Regions from separate parts of the Xenopus laevis genome. Here region 2 is linked to region 1. Evidence: chromatin contacts called from public Hi-C data. All regions are on one chromosome and are shown on one strand. The core of a region is the stretch at or near the end of the contact, and the rest is flanking DNA. Distances in the headings are between cores, read along the strand shown. Region 1 has its middle 7.5 kb from the start of mesd.L. Region 2 holds the start of abhd17c.L (alpha/beta hydrolase domain-containing protein 17C-like).

Region 1 (6,964 bases), core at 2,103-4,602:
CAACATAGTAGTTACATCTTCTTCAGACCACTCCTACCATGAACCTATGAATAAACTGTTTTTTGTTATCTTCTGGAATTCTAAATAATTTGACCATCTGTGTCTGAATTGTTTTCTTAAAGACTGAATACCTACCCTGTATCTTATAGCCTCATGTAGGCAGAGGTTATATAGTGAATAAACGACCCACTTTTGTAAAATATAAAGATATTATAAGTTCCATGACCGTATAAAAACACAGGTCATGGAACTCCAAGGTGACTTCTAATATCCTCATATTTTGCAGCAGGGGGTATTTTATTTATTATAATACACAAGTTTCATTGAGTCATGTGACAGGAATGACATCACTAAACTCAGATTATAACCCATGACATCACTAAGCATGACATTTGATATGATAAGCAAGGATATCTTGTGTAGATATAAGAGTAGGTCCTCCAACTTAAGGTCCCCATAGACGCAAAGATATTTCTTGCCAAACGACCGATTTTAGCGAAATCCGACCAATCCGTCAAATTATTGTGAAGTTAGTGGGAATCGAACGATCGTACTTCTTACGATTTTTCGTCCGACAACTGTCAGGAAATTGATCGGCCGGGTTAAAAATCTTTATTGGTCCCAGTGCAATGTATCTATGTTTGCAGGGCCAAGCAGGCAGCTACCCTTCAGTTTTACTGGCAATATCACCTGAAATGGTCTTTTTAGTTGATGGACACATCGTACCTTTAAACGATCATTTCGACATAATCGTGGTCTCACGATAACGAAAAGATCTTTTAAAATTCTTTACATCTATGGGCAGCTTTAGCGGCTTTTCCCCTTATCCAATATAAGTAAATTGATTTTCGAGTAGCTGGCATCTAAAGAAAGCTAAAATCTAGTAATTCACTCTGAAATGCATAAGGTAGGTTATTGTTTTCCAGAAGAAGAAATTCTTTGAGATCCAATAATGCAAACTGTGGGAGTAGTTCTATCTTTTTTCTTTTATAAACAACACAACCTGTTTCCATAATATTTTGATAGCTGGACATGACGATATACAGTATAATGGAAAATTTCCTCTTTATGATCCTTACATTTAGGACAAATCTATATCATTTGAGATCCAGGGATCCAGTGAAGTCATATGAATATTGACATGGCTCATGTTTGTTGTATAATACGAAGGCACAGCAGTAGACACCTGTGAATTATACACTCACATGCCATTGCCCTAATACTTATAATTATATAAAGCTCAAGAAGCACATTTTTGGGCTGATAATACTAGTACAGCTGCTATCACACATCAAGTAGGGAGATGGTTACTCCCCCACAGAGCTAACAATTATCACTTTCCAATTAGAACATTATTGTGGAGCCAATGCCTAAGAGAGATGGGACAGTTTCTGTAGCAGTCAGGAACATAAAAAATTCAGTTGTTATAAGGACTCTACACCCCCTTTTTTAACATTGGTTCAATGACCAGGGCTTCATTGACTGTGGGCAGTAGTCAAGGCATGGCCCCCACTGGTCTCTCTTAACTTCAGGATGAGGAGGAAAGATATGAAAGCTCCAGCTTATGTTTATGATTGAGATGATGATGATGATTTAAGGGCAGGCTTATTCAGGCGTATAAAATGATTCATACCATTAAAATGATGGGGGAGAAATAAATGGTGTGTTTATAAAGTTCACTCGTATGGAATTCACACTGTTCATTACAATCCTGGAAATCATTCACTACAAAGAGCAAATTTAGGAGTATTTACAAAAGTGCGTCATTTATTTACTCCAGGCTGGCTCAGTAATTAGCCGTCCTTTCACACAAGCTCAGACCTGGCGTGACCCAATCAAGTCAATGGGAGAAATTCAGGCAGCGAAGAAATTCTGGCATAAAGGCAGCGGCCAGTAATGTCACTATTTACACAGATTTCTTTTCAAGCCAACACCTTTTTTAACTCAAGATGTTACAGCCACTGTTCATACACTCACACCCATTACACTCCTTTCAAATTACACTTGATGTGTGCAATGCCTCATTCAGTTTTTATATAGTTTTATAAATATGCTCCTTAAAGAGACAGTGCACCCCCTTTTTTTAAATGAGTGCAATAAATAGGACTTTTTTTGGTCTTTGTTTTAAATAGAAAATATCTATGGTTTTTGTTATTTCTTGCTCTAAACAGGGCAAAATATGAGAATAAAACTAAAGTCACCAAAGTTCTATTTCCTGATCCCAAAGAGCAAAGTCAAACAAACCAGCAGCCCCAGGTCAGACTGGGCCAGCAGAACACTGGGAAAACCTGGTGAGCCCCAGACCTCATGGGCTTCACTGACCCAAGCCTGCTCCCCTGGATGTTAGAAATGCTCCCCCCAGACACTCTTCCCCGATCAAAGTAACAAAGGAAAAAGGTAAATGGGGCAGGACATGGGGCAATGCTGGGGGAAAGGGGGATGTGGCCTGGCCATCAGGAGGAGGGTCCTCAAAGTTGTAGATCCAGTTGGCCCTGTATACCCCATTCCAATGCTGCCTTTGTATAAGGAGAATATGGATTGAGATCTAGAGCATGAAATACTAAAAAACATATTTCTGAATAGAAATAAAAGGCAAAAAGTAAGATCAGCACTCAAGCCCGACTCACTGAATCAATGTTGACCAGGGGGTTTACTGTCCCCTTAAGAGGGAGATTGCCGTTAGTCCATATTACAGGGAAGCAGCAAACAGAGGCTGAATCTTACGGGAGCACAGTTCAGGGGCCGAGGGGAAACATTAAACACAAGATAATGGATTCATCATGTTCTAATTTTCAACTAGATTATTTTGAAAAAAGGATTTAAAGGAAATATAAACCTCCAAACAGCATGTAAAATTGTTCATAGCTCTCTTTAGGGCAGAGACACACAGCAGATTCTGGGAGATTAGTCGCCCGGCGGCAAATCTTCTCTTCTTCGGGGCGACTAATCTCCCCAAACTGCCTTTCCCGCCTTTTTACTAATCTCCCCGAATCTGCCCGTACGTCTCTCCTTAAATCGCTTTTGCAACTTAAATTTTTTTTTTACACCGAAGAAATAATACATTTGAAAACTACTGTTCATTTTTGCCTAACTGCCTACAGACAGAACAAAATTATATTTGTGAGAAAAGAATCTTGTGATGTTGCTCTGCTTATAACTGACCAGAAAGATGCCTTGGGACGTCTCTGCTCACTAACTGAATTTCTAAGCTGAGGAACATCGCAAGCGTCTCCTCTTCTCACTAAATTAATTTACTGCCAACAGCAGGCAGTTGCAGGGCTGTATTAGGTCCGGACTAGGCATCGGATCTAAACATGCCCTACGTTGCGCGTGCTGACGTCACATGCTGTACACGCTGGCGTCGCGTCCTACGTGCATGTGACTTCACTTCCGCAGTCTTCCTTGGACTCCCTACCCCATAGCTCCGTCACTGGATTTCCTATGGAAATCCATGGCTGAGGGTGGGGAGGGTGTTAAATAAAACCGACCAGCCCCAAAATTGTGTCGTCCTAGGCACAGGCCCTCGGGGGCCTATATATAAATACGGTCCTGGCCAGCTGGTAAAAGTAAACAGCAGGTGGCGCTGTTGTTTCAAATTCATTATATTAGTAGTGTAAAAACTTCTCATGGGTAGACAACTAGAAAATATATAAAATGATGGCCTCTGATGTATTTAGAGACCAAAATTTATTTTTCTGCTTGTGTGCCTTAAAGGGTATAGATTAACAGATCAGTTTGGTGACAGTTAAATGATTTAAGATCGACATTCAAGATGATCTAAATAAAATCATGGGTGTGGGGTTTATTATGTTTAGATGATCATATCTGTATGTGCTCCATCTTATCCCTTGCATTCCTTTTGTCTCACTTAATGATTTTTAATAATGATTTTCCATCAGTTTAAGAGCATCTTTAGGGAGTGAAACCGGATGATGCAAAAATGTGAGGATTTTGAGACTATGGCTGCACGTCATTTGAAATAAATAAAGCAACATTTTCTTTTAGTTTTCCTTAAATACATAAAACAAAAGGATTCCCTAGTCAATAGTGCCCTCTGCTGGACACACACACACACATTTCATAATTTTACAAAGCAGAAAAATCCAGCAGTTTTGAGTAGCAGTTGCTATAAAAGGTAAACATCTCACATTGTGAAGTATATACACAGAGTCACGTCATTTAATATAAGGAATCGTGTATATCCAGCTGTCAAATATAAGTATATTACAAGTTAATGAAGAAGAGCAATGACCATGGATCTCTGGGGTGACTTCTTACAATAGGGGGTGTTGATTAATACACTTGTTGAAATGAGCCATACACACGTGTAGGCCTGGACTGGCAACCAGTGAGGTCTGGCAAATGCCAGCGGGCTGCTGTAAGATGCCATAGACACTATTAGTGGGCTATTTATTGGGCTGGTGGGGGACTGTATGGGCCTCTGTGTACCTGAAATTCCAGGGCCTATTTTGATTTTCAGCCCTGAACTGTTCAAGTGACACCACTAAGCACAGTGTGTAAGGATATTTATCATGTATTATTCATGCTCCTGCATGTTAAAGGAAAATACGTCCTGTAAGCTCTGAACTAAGAGATTTATTCTGTTTGTCTTAAGTTTTGAAGTCTGGCAAAGAAGCCAAGAAACATAAGTGTGGCACTTGCTGGGGAGAGCTGCAAAGCAGGAAGTTGGTGTTTAGCTATTACATTAGACATCCGTTCACTCCAGCCCTTATCTTTTACATTACATGTTTGCCTAACTGTATTGTAACTACATTTTTCTTTATATTTTTAGCCAGTTTTTATTTTTACACAGAACTGTTCCTTTAAAGAATAAATCTACTATGATATGTAATTTAGAATCTAAGCAATTCACCAGAAAATCGTTGTTTTTATTTCCTGCATCTTTTTAGATTTCTTTCTATTCTGTCTCTCGCTAGCTTGGAATCCCAGCCTTATGTGAATGTTAGGGTTACTGATCAATCTTCCCAAGACCGAGAGCAAACAGCAGGAAGTAGAGAACTCTTTATGGAAACTAAAAGGTGCATACAGGTTACCACGGAATCCCGTTATCCAAAAAGCTCCAAATTTTGAGAAGGCCGTCCCCATAGAGTCCATTATAATCAAATCATTCAAACTTTTAATAATGCAATTTTTCTCTGATATAATAAAACAGTATCTTGTACTTGACCTATTTGTTAGACACAACATTCGTACGATTGCTGCCTGTCAATTAATGGTCCAAGCATCGTGTGATTTGTTCTCTTTACTACTTTCTATTAATCTGAATGGTTAGTTGCAGGTTGAAAGATTGGAATGGACATTTGTTCGTCTGATATAGGCTAATAATCTGCACGACTATGTCCAGCTCAGAAACATGTCAATCCTCCAGCTGCCTTATTTTTTTATCTATTGGTCAGGAACATCCTTATTTCAAATAACTGAAAAACCTCCAAGCTGCAAAAATTTATTTTTTGATAATATATAACTTTATTTTACCTGGGGGTTGGATGGGAACCTCTCAAAACCAGTCTTTATCAAGGGAGCCACTTGCCCTGCAGTTTATACCCTGCCAATGTGCCCCATGAGATCTCTGTTGACCAACCCCATTACAGATATTACCTGTGAAAACACTCAGCTGCTGCCTAATTTCTAGTTACAGGACCCTATCCTATCTAGCTGTGCTACACTGCCATTAACATTAACACCAAGCTCCCAAGCTCCAGTCCCACGTTAACTACTGGCCATGTACTAACCTGGACCAGCAGACTATAGAAGTTTTACAAATTAAAGTATTTCAGAAAAGTGCATTGTACAGGGGTTTATAGAATATAGGGAGTTTTCATAATGAATAGGGGGCAATAAGTAAAGGACCAGCACAGAGAACAGAAAGAAGCATCTGATCTGTCAGACAATAGGATTATATTTATGGTTAACAAAGAAGTGGATTATATATATATATATATATATATATATATATATATATATATATATATATATATATATATATATATATAGTTGCTAGGGATGCACAAACCCTCCAATTCAGTATTTGGCAGAATTCCCAAATCCTACTGAACCGAATTCGAAACTCTTGTGCCACCAGTAATTGCCAGCGCACAGGTGAAAATAACAGATGCTCTTTTAAAGGATTTTTTTTTGGTTCGGCCAAGCACTTGTATTCGTCCTAAAAAAAGTCTTGAATTCAGCTGAATGCCAAACAGAATCCAGGATTCCGTGCATCCCCAATTGTTCCTTAAAAATCAAATTCAATGTATTGTCTTCAAACAAGCGGATCTTTGCCCTACTAGGACACCAGCATGATGGACCAAAGCTGATATGATTGTACCAAGGGCTCATACTAAATGGTCCACAGGTGAGGATCATGGCAATGCACCAATGCCGTCCTCCCCCTACAGGATTTTAAAACCTGTATAAATCAGATATCAATCAGTGGAGTTAAAGGAAAACTATACCCCCAAAATGAACACTTAAGCAACAGATAGTTTATATCAAATTGAATGACATATTAAAGAATCTTACCAAACTGGAATATATATTTACATAAATATTGCCCTTTTACATCTCTTGCCTTGAACCACCATTTCGTGACTCTATCTGTGCTGCCTCAGAGATCACCTGACCAGAAATACTACAATACTAACTGTAACAGGAAGAAGTGAGGAAGCAAAAGGCAGAACTCTGTCTGTTAATTGGCTCATGTGACCTTACATGTGGTTTGTTTGTGTGCACAGTGAATCTTACGATCTCAGGGGGCGGCCCTTATTTTTTAAAATGGCAATTTTCTATTTCTGATTACCCAATGGCACATACTACTAAAAAAGTATAAGTATATTATTATGATAATGGTTCATTTACATGGAGCATGGTTCATTTACATGGAGTTTTACACATGAGCTGTTTTACTCAGTATCTTTTAATAGAGACCTACAGTGTTTGGGGGGTC
Region 2 (6,969 bases), core at 276-2,775, 170 kb before region 1:
GAAATAGGCCCAAAAATCTCTCCAAACATTTTCTCTATTTTTGTTTTCATCGCCTCATTTTTCAGATGACACTGGAAGTTCCAATGCTTTAGGAGTTGATGTCAACAATAAACATTTGCTGCAAAGTGCTGTGCAATATTTTCTTACCAGATAACATATAACAATAATAACAACAGTATTTAGTCTATTTCTGTCTTATCTCAGCTTGTCTTGTTCCGTGTTCAGATTTTACACATCCCTGCAAGGCAAGTGCCCAGCAGTGCTGGCAGGTCAGAGGGCGATTGACAATGGAGAATTCCATTGGGTCTCTGCAGGTAAACAGGCAAAAGCGTGACACTCCAGTTATATAATCTCAGAAGATATAAACACATTAGTCCATCAATTTGAACTTCTCACAAAACCCTTTGGCAAGAACACACTTGAACTCTATGCGGTTAATTATCACTTGCAATATATGTTTTTGGAAAGCTTGTTTTCATCGCCAAAACATCAGCTAGAAACAAACTTATAATGAAATTCCAAAGCAAATCAATCTGCAACATGATTTTTTAAAATATTTGCAGATCACGTGATCTGTATACCATTGATTCTTAACTTGAGCTTAAACATGTATCGGCCTGTAAAATAGTTTGTTGGGCTGTCAGCTGTTTGCCTGTTTGACTGCAGGTTAAAAATAGTATGTGTATTTTTCAGAGAATGTTATCACCATCCTCTGGAGAAAGGTATTTTTTGTATACTAAAGCAAAATGATTTTCACTGTATAATATGACACCTTATTCCAACTATGTGGATCTTTTGTATTTATTCTCACGGTCTTAAGTTATTTATCTGGGGCCTCATGATGAGTACAATTAGTATTGAAACTTTTTGACCATGCTCCTTATATGTGCTAAGTAAAACATTTTCTAACAGTTTTTTAGGATAACAGTGGAACTTAATGAATGTGTTTTTTTTTTTTACCACAGCTGCTCTGGCACAAACTGACAAATTATTTTAATAAAAAGCAATTGTGTAAATATTAAGTAAACAGACCCTGGAACTTTAGGGGGCAGTGGGACTGATAAGCATCTGTAATATATATGTTCATGGAAATGTCTGGTGCCCAAAGTTTAGGGACCCAATGATCTTGCTGTGGGGCCCAATAGTTAGTCATTCCATTGATGAAAAGTTTGTGTAGGAGATAACTCATATAACGAAGTAACTAGATCACAACTTAACAGTTGTTGTCACTTTTTAATAAGCAGTTCATAGAAACAGTTCCATTAATTATTGAGTCAGTGGAAATAAGGTTAAAATTCCAATTAATTGATTTTTCCTTAAGTTTTTTTTTTAATTCTATGACATTCAGCAGAGTTTAAACTCTTCACAAAACAGGCCAGGCCATTTGTATGCTCTCCAAAAAATAGTCATATTAAAGTCCTCTTTTTCACTGACAAATTCACCAGTCACCAGGAGCTTTATCTGTTATCTCAAGCTGCTCTTCGTGGTTATTGTTTGTTACGTACATTACGCCAGAGCGGGCCAACCCAGCCAGGCGCCCTAGGCAACCTGGCCGGCCACGGCGCCGGCTCAGTGTGTGCTCCCAAGACATAATATCTTAGGGGACAAGTTGACCAAACAGGTTACATTTTCCACTGGAGTAGTATCACAAAGCAACCAATCAGATTCATGCTAGTTCTTGATTGGACGATATGCGTTCCTTCTTCAGATTTAAATGTTGTCAACCTGAATACCTTTTAACTTCCTTTAAAAGAAAAAGGAAGGCTATAATAATTATAAAAATAATTATAATAATTAATAAGGGGCTACTTAACATTCTGGATTCTGTATCTTTAACAAACAAGTAGTAATGTTTATACAAATCACTGGACAATTTTTCAAACTAGATAAGTAAAGTATAGGGTTAAAAAGGTAGCATAATAAATTATATTACAGCCTACTCATGTTTACAAAGTTGTAGATGATAGCAATGAGCAACTTTGCCTTCATTTTTTTTGCAGTGCATTTAACCTTCTATTTTGCAGCTCTAAACGTCAGAAATTTGCCTCACTGCTAGGGTTAGTGATCCCAGCAATAAGAAAGCAGACAATGTAAAAAGGATTTTATAGCAGAATAGTGACTGTTGTCAAAGAACTGGTAACTGGCTGCAACTTGGACATTCCTTATGTAAACTAAGGTTATTATTGGTTAGTGGTTCCTAGATCCTGGGGTCCAGACTAATCCCCCTTTCTGGTCTGTGCCTTTCTGTTTCTAGCATTTCTGCTGTGAACTATTCTTGCAATGCTGCTTGATTCAACAAAATATCCATTAGATAGCACGGTTTGTTAGCTGTTTGCCTACAATATGTTCACTGTGACACAATCTCCTTTCATTATTTACTTTATGTATCTTACACAAGAACAGTGTTCACTAACTGTATTTACTTACTGTGTATGTCATGTTATTACACAATGTTTAATATTGTGCCCACTGCTAGGATTTGTACTATTTACTTTTACATCATATATACACTTACATCTATTCTTAGGCATTTAACATATGTATAGAAAAATACAATAGGTCCTCTGCACTTAACTCATTATCAATATTTAAGACATTGAGACATTTTGTGCCTACAGCTACTAAAAAATGCCTTACCCTTTAAACAAAACAGGGATTGTTTGTCCATATATTGCAATATATTTAAGATGGCCAACTATGTCAAAGTAATCCTATATCTGGCCAGTCCTACACTCAATTTTCATCTGATTCATTAAGAATTCTATTGCTTCATTATACATTTTACAAAGGCACCAAGTTTTACCTGCAACTTACTTGCTGCTTTCAAAGTAAAACACCCAAACTTGGCTGCCCTTTTATTGGCCACCAGTGGGATCACCTGACTCCAGGCCCGGATTTGTGGCGAGGCCACATAGGCCTGGGCCTAGGGCAGCACATCTTTGGGGGCGGCATGCTGCCCAGCCGCCTGTGCTCCCCAGTGCTTCGGCGCTCGCACGCTGGCGCTTTTGCGCCAGCGTGTGGTAGAGCGGGCGGGCGCTAGGACCGCACGGCCTCGGGGCGCCCGCCCAGCAAATCCAGCGCTGCCTGACTCTAGCTGGGTAGGGTGGGAGCTACAATATGGAGCTGGTCACTGCTCCTGTATAACTATAACAAACAGTGGTGCTCACCATTTATTTTTAAAACCATTAGACGGGGGTGCAATGAGGCTGTGACCACAAAATACATATAGACAAATAAAAGAGGTCCTCTGAACTCCATTTTCATTATATTTAAGACATTGAGACATTTTTGCATACAGCTAATAAAAAATGCCTTACCCTTTAAACAAAAACAGAAAATTTAAAAACATACTTACCGAAATTTTCCTTTCCTGATACGTAACATGGCAGTGTCACTCAAGGGTTTACACCCATTGACACGAGGACAGGAAGTAGCAAGCAAATAAAACTCCCCCCCCCCCCAAGACTCCCACCTCGTCTTTATTATACTGTTGGAGTTGGAGGAAAACCCTGGGACTGCCATGTTACGTATCAGGAAAGTAAAATTTTGGTAAGTATGTTTTTAAATTTTCTGTTTTCCTGATCCTTACATGGCAGTGGTCACTCAAGGGAAATGCCAAAGCTTAATAAATAAGGGAGTAATAATGCAAAAAAAAACGATTTTATTATGTAGCTGAAACAGCCTCCGGAACTTTATGCCCGAAATTAGTCTGGGCAGCTGAGAACACATCAACTTTATAGTGAGAGATGAAGGTATTGACTGAAGACCAAGCAGCTGCTTTGCAGATCTCCTCTGAAGAGACCTAAGCCCTGAATGCCCAGGACGTTGATAATGCTCTGGTGGAATGAGCCCTTAAAGCCTCCAGACTAGCCTTAGCACAAGAGAATATGCTCTGCTGATGCAGTCTTTGATCCATTTGGATAGGATGTTTTTTAAGCTTTTTTCCCTTTTCTGATTCCTGAATACAAAGAGAGCTGTAGTACTTCTGAAACTTTCTGTTCTTTTCAGATAACATTTGAGACACCTGACACCATCCAGGTTATGCCATAAAAGCTGTTCTTCATTTTGAGGATTTGGGAAAAAAGTAGGCAGTACAACCAATTGATTAAGGTTATCCACCAATTGATAACTACAAGGTTATAGTTTGTGGAGAGTTGTCAATTTTGTTCCATTGGGCTAGGAAGTCTTGTTGCAGCATCCTTGTGTGGCCCATGGCCCATTTGACTGCATCCATTGTGGAAACAAGCTTCCCTACCATCTGTTGACACTGTTTTATTGATTTTCAGTTGTTTGTCCAAAACGTGTTTGTTTGTCTTGGAAGAGATATGATTTCCTTCTTTGTATTGAAAATTACTCCTAGATAGTTTGGTGTCTGAGTTGGGACTAGTTGGGATTTCTGTAGATTTAATAGCCAACCGTGTGCTTGTAATGTCTTCAGTACAAACTGAATGTGAAAGGTTAGTGCTGTAGGACTTTGACTTTTCACAAGGATGTCGTCTAGGTATGTGTAAATTTGGATACCTTGAAGCCTTAGGGAAGCGATCACCAGTGCTAAAACTTTCGTAAAAGTTCTGGAAGCGGTTGACAGTCCGAATGGGAGGGCTCTGAATTGAAAATGTTGGTTGAGAATGCAGAATCGGAGAAATTTCTGGTGTTTCTTGATGACAGGGATATGTAGATAGGCATCGTTAAATCTATCTTCACCATCCAGTTTCCTTGTTGGATCTCTAGTGCAATGGTTCTGATGGATTCCATCCGGAAAGGTCTGGACATTGAGGATTTAGTTTATCATACGAAGGTCTAGAATAGGTCTGCATTCTTCTGAAGTGTTCTCCTTCAAGAAGAGTATTAAATAGATTCCTTTGAAATGCTTATTTTTTTCTACTCTTTGAATAATCTTTTTTCCTGGAACGACTGCTTATCCCTGGGATTTCTGAAATTTATTTTCCCTCTTCTGTCTTGGGAAAGAAATGAGCTTTTCCCAGCTGAAGCTTTGGAAATGATGTCATCAAGTTTCGACCCAAATAGCAACTGGCCTTGAAAGGGAGGTTTACACAGATTGTGTTTGGATGGATTGTCAGCTTGCCAGTGTTTGAGCCAAAGGGATCTTCTAGCCACAACTGCTAACCCCATACTCTTGGCTGACCATCTGATGGCATCCAAAATCTGTTTGCTCTTTTGAGAATTGGATTTCAGTGCAGAAGTCTGCTGGAGTAGCACTATTAACTGATGCGTTTTGGAAAAAAACCAAAAAGTTGCGGAGCATGTCGGTCACTGAATCTTTAAAATCTTCATTTATTGGAAATCGTTAAAAACATGAATGACAATGACATGTTCCCCTACGCTTGATGCGTTTCGTGGCGTCTCGCCACTTCCTCAGAAGCATGGCGAGACGCAACGAAACGCGTCAAGCGTAGGGGAACATGTCATTGTCATTCATGTTTTTAACGATTTCCAATAAATGAAGATTTTAAAGATTCAGTGACCGACATGCTCCGCAACTTTTTGGTTTGTTTCTACATGATATTGGCCTGGACCGGGGGCTCTTTGCGTGTAAGCACACAGGTTTGCTGAATCTTCACGTGCAGGTGAGAGAAGGGGGAGTGCTCCGATTTATTCTTTTACTACCGCGTTTTGGAAAAAACATGTTTTCCCATGACAGTATCCCTTTAAGAATTCTATTGCTTCATTTTATATTTTACAAAGGGACTAAGTTTTACCTGCAACTTACTTGCTGCTTTCAAAGTAAAACTCCCAAACATGGTTGCCCTTGCACAAAATGTCTCAATTATAATGGAATGAGTGCAGAGGACTCTTGTATTTGTCTATATGTATTTTGTGGTCACAGCCTCATTGCACCCCCATCTAATGGTTTTAAAAATTAGCACAACTTTTCCTTGTTTGTTATAGTTTATACAGGAGCAGTGGCCAGCTCCATGTTGTAGCTCCCACCCTTCCCAGCTATAGTCGGGTGATCCCACTGGTGTCTAATAAAAGGGCAACCAAGTTTGATAGTTCATCAAAAATGAATAGTTTTTCAATAACCTTGTATTTTCTATTTATGACCATTTATAATGAATCCTAAGTTTTATTTTTCACCTTCTAATGTCTTTCCAAAGCAGATGGGTGTGGGTCGGGTAAAACCCGAGCCAAACCTGCCCTCCCGTCTGAGCCCAACGTCCGGGTTCCTTTTATAGACCCGCGCCATCCAGCCAATGACATCACAAAAGGGGTGGGGCGAGGAGGAGTGTGCGGCTATAAAAGCAGAAGTCAGAAGCTGGCAGTTTAAAGTGGCGAGGAGAGCAGAAAAAAGAACTCAACTTGGATCCGCCACTAAATGGGGGTGCAAGGTCGGCCCGACCCACCTGCGGGTAAACCTGTGCGTCCTGCAGGTATTGGGCTGGCCCGCACTTCACTACTGTGGTTGTTACGGACTCTGTAAACTGTTCTAAATTGATACGAGTTGATAGATTTGTTATTGTTGTCCCTGTTGAGCAGAATCCCAATTTTAGAATCGATCCAATAGTTGCTAATAGCACAGAGATGCTGCTGAGAAATGTATCAACTAATGGAGCAAATTGTAACAGTTCAGAATCTGCACCTGAATTACTGAGCTGCCAGACTCAAACACCAGAAACAGAAATTTTGAGAAAATGGTAGAAAATAAAAATGCAAAGCAATGGAAAAAGTCTGTGTTTCTTGAGAACAAACTGAAACGATCAAACGGAAAAAAAAGTGTCTGGACTGTGGAAAACCCCCTTTAAAACCCAGTGGTGGGCTTTACCCTGTAGCCTCGTTTCCTTCTCAGGATTCCCTCTGCAAACACTGCCGCTCTTATGTCAAGTCATAAAGTAATACGTGATATTTGGCAAAGCGTTTAAATCCAATAAATCCATCGCATCCCATGAACCTGTAGGTACAGCCATTATCTTCCCAGTTGCTGTAGAACGAGCGGCTAAGGAATGCTGG

Evidence for each region. A called contact is a pair of places that touch in the nucleus more often than the background predicts.
Region 2: a contact with region 1 is called in a Hi-C map of the XTC cell line, with 3 times the contacts expected there. The contact joins two enhancer-like sites.

The regions. Positions count from the first base shown.
Region 1 is chr3L:114,514,114-114,521,077 of Xenopus_laevis_v10.1, reverse strand. No RefSeq gene overlaps it. Among protein-coding and RNA genes, the nearest start is that of mesd.L, 7.5 kb to the right of the region's middle. Within about 2 kb of position 3,352, at least 1 of the 7 cell types and tissues checked has an H3K27ac peak or open chromatin away from gene starts, as enhancers often do.
Region 2 is chr3L:114,680,712-114,687,680 of Xenopus_laevis_v10.1, reverse strand. It overlaps abhd17c.L (alpha/beta hydrolase domain-containing protein 17C-like), which reads left to right and starts at 6,761. Exons shown (of 3, transcript XM_018253202.2): 1 at 6,761-6,969. Within about 2 kb of position 1,525, at least 1 of the 7 cell types and tissues checked has an H3K27ac peak or open chromatin away from gene starts, as enhancers often do.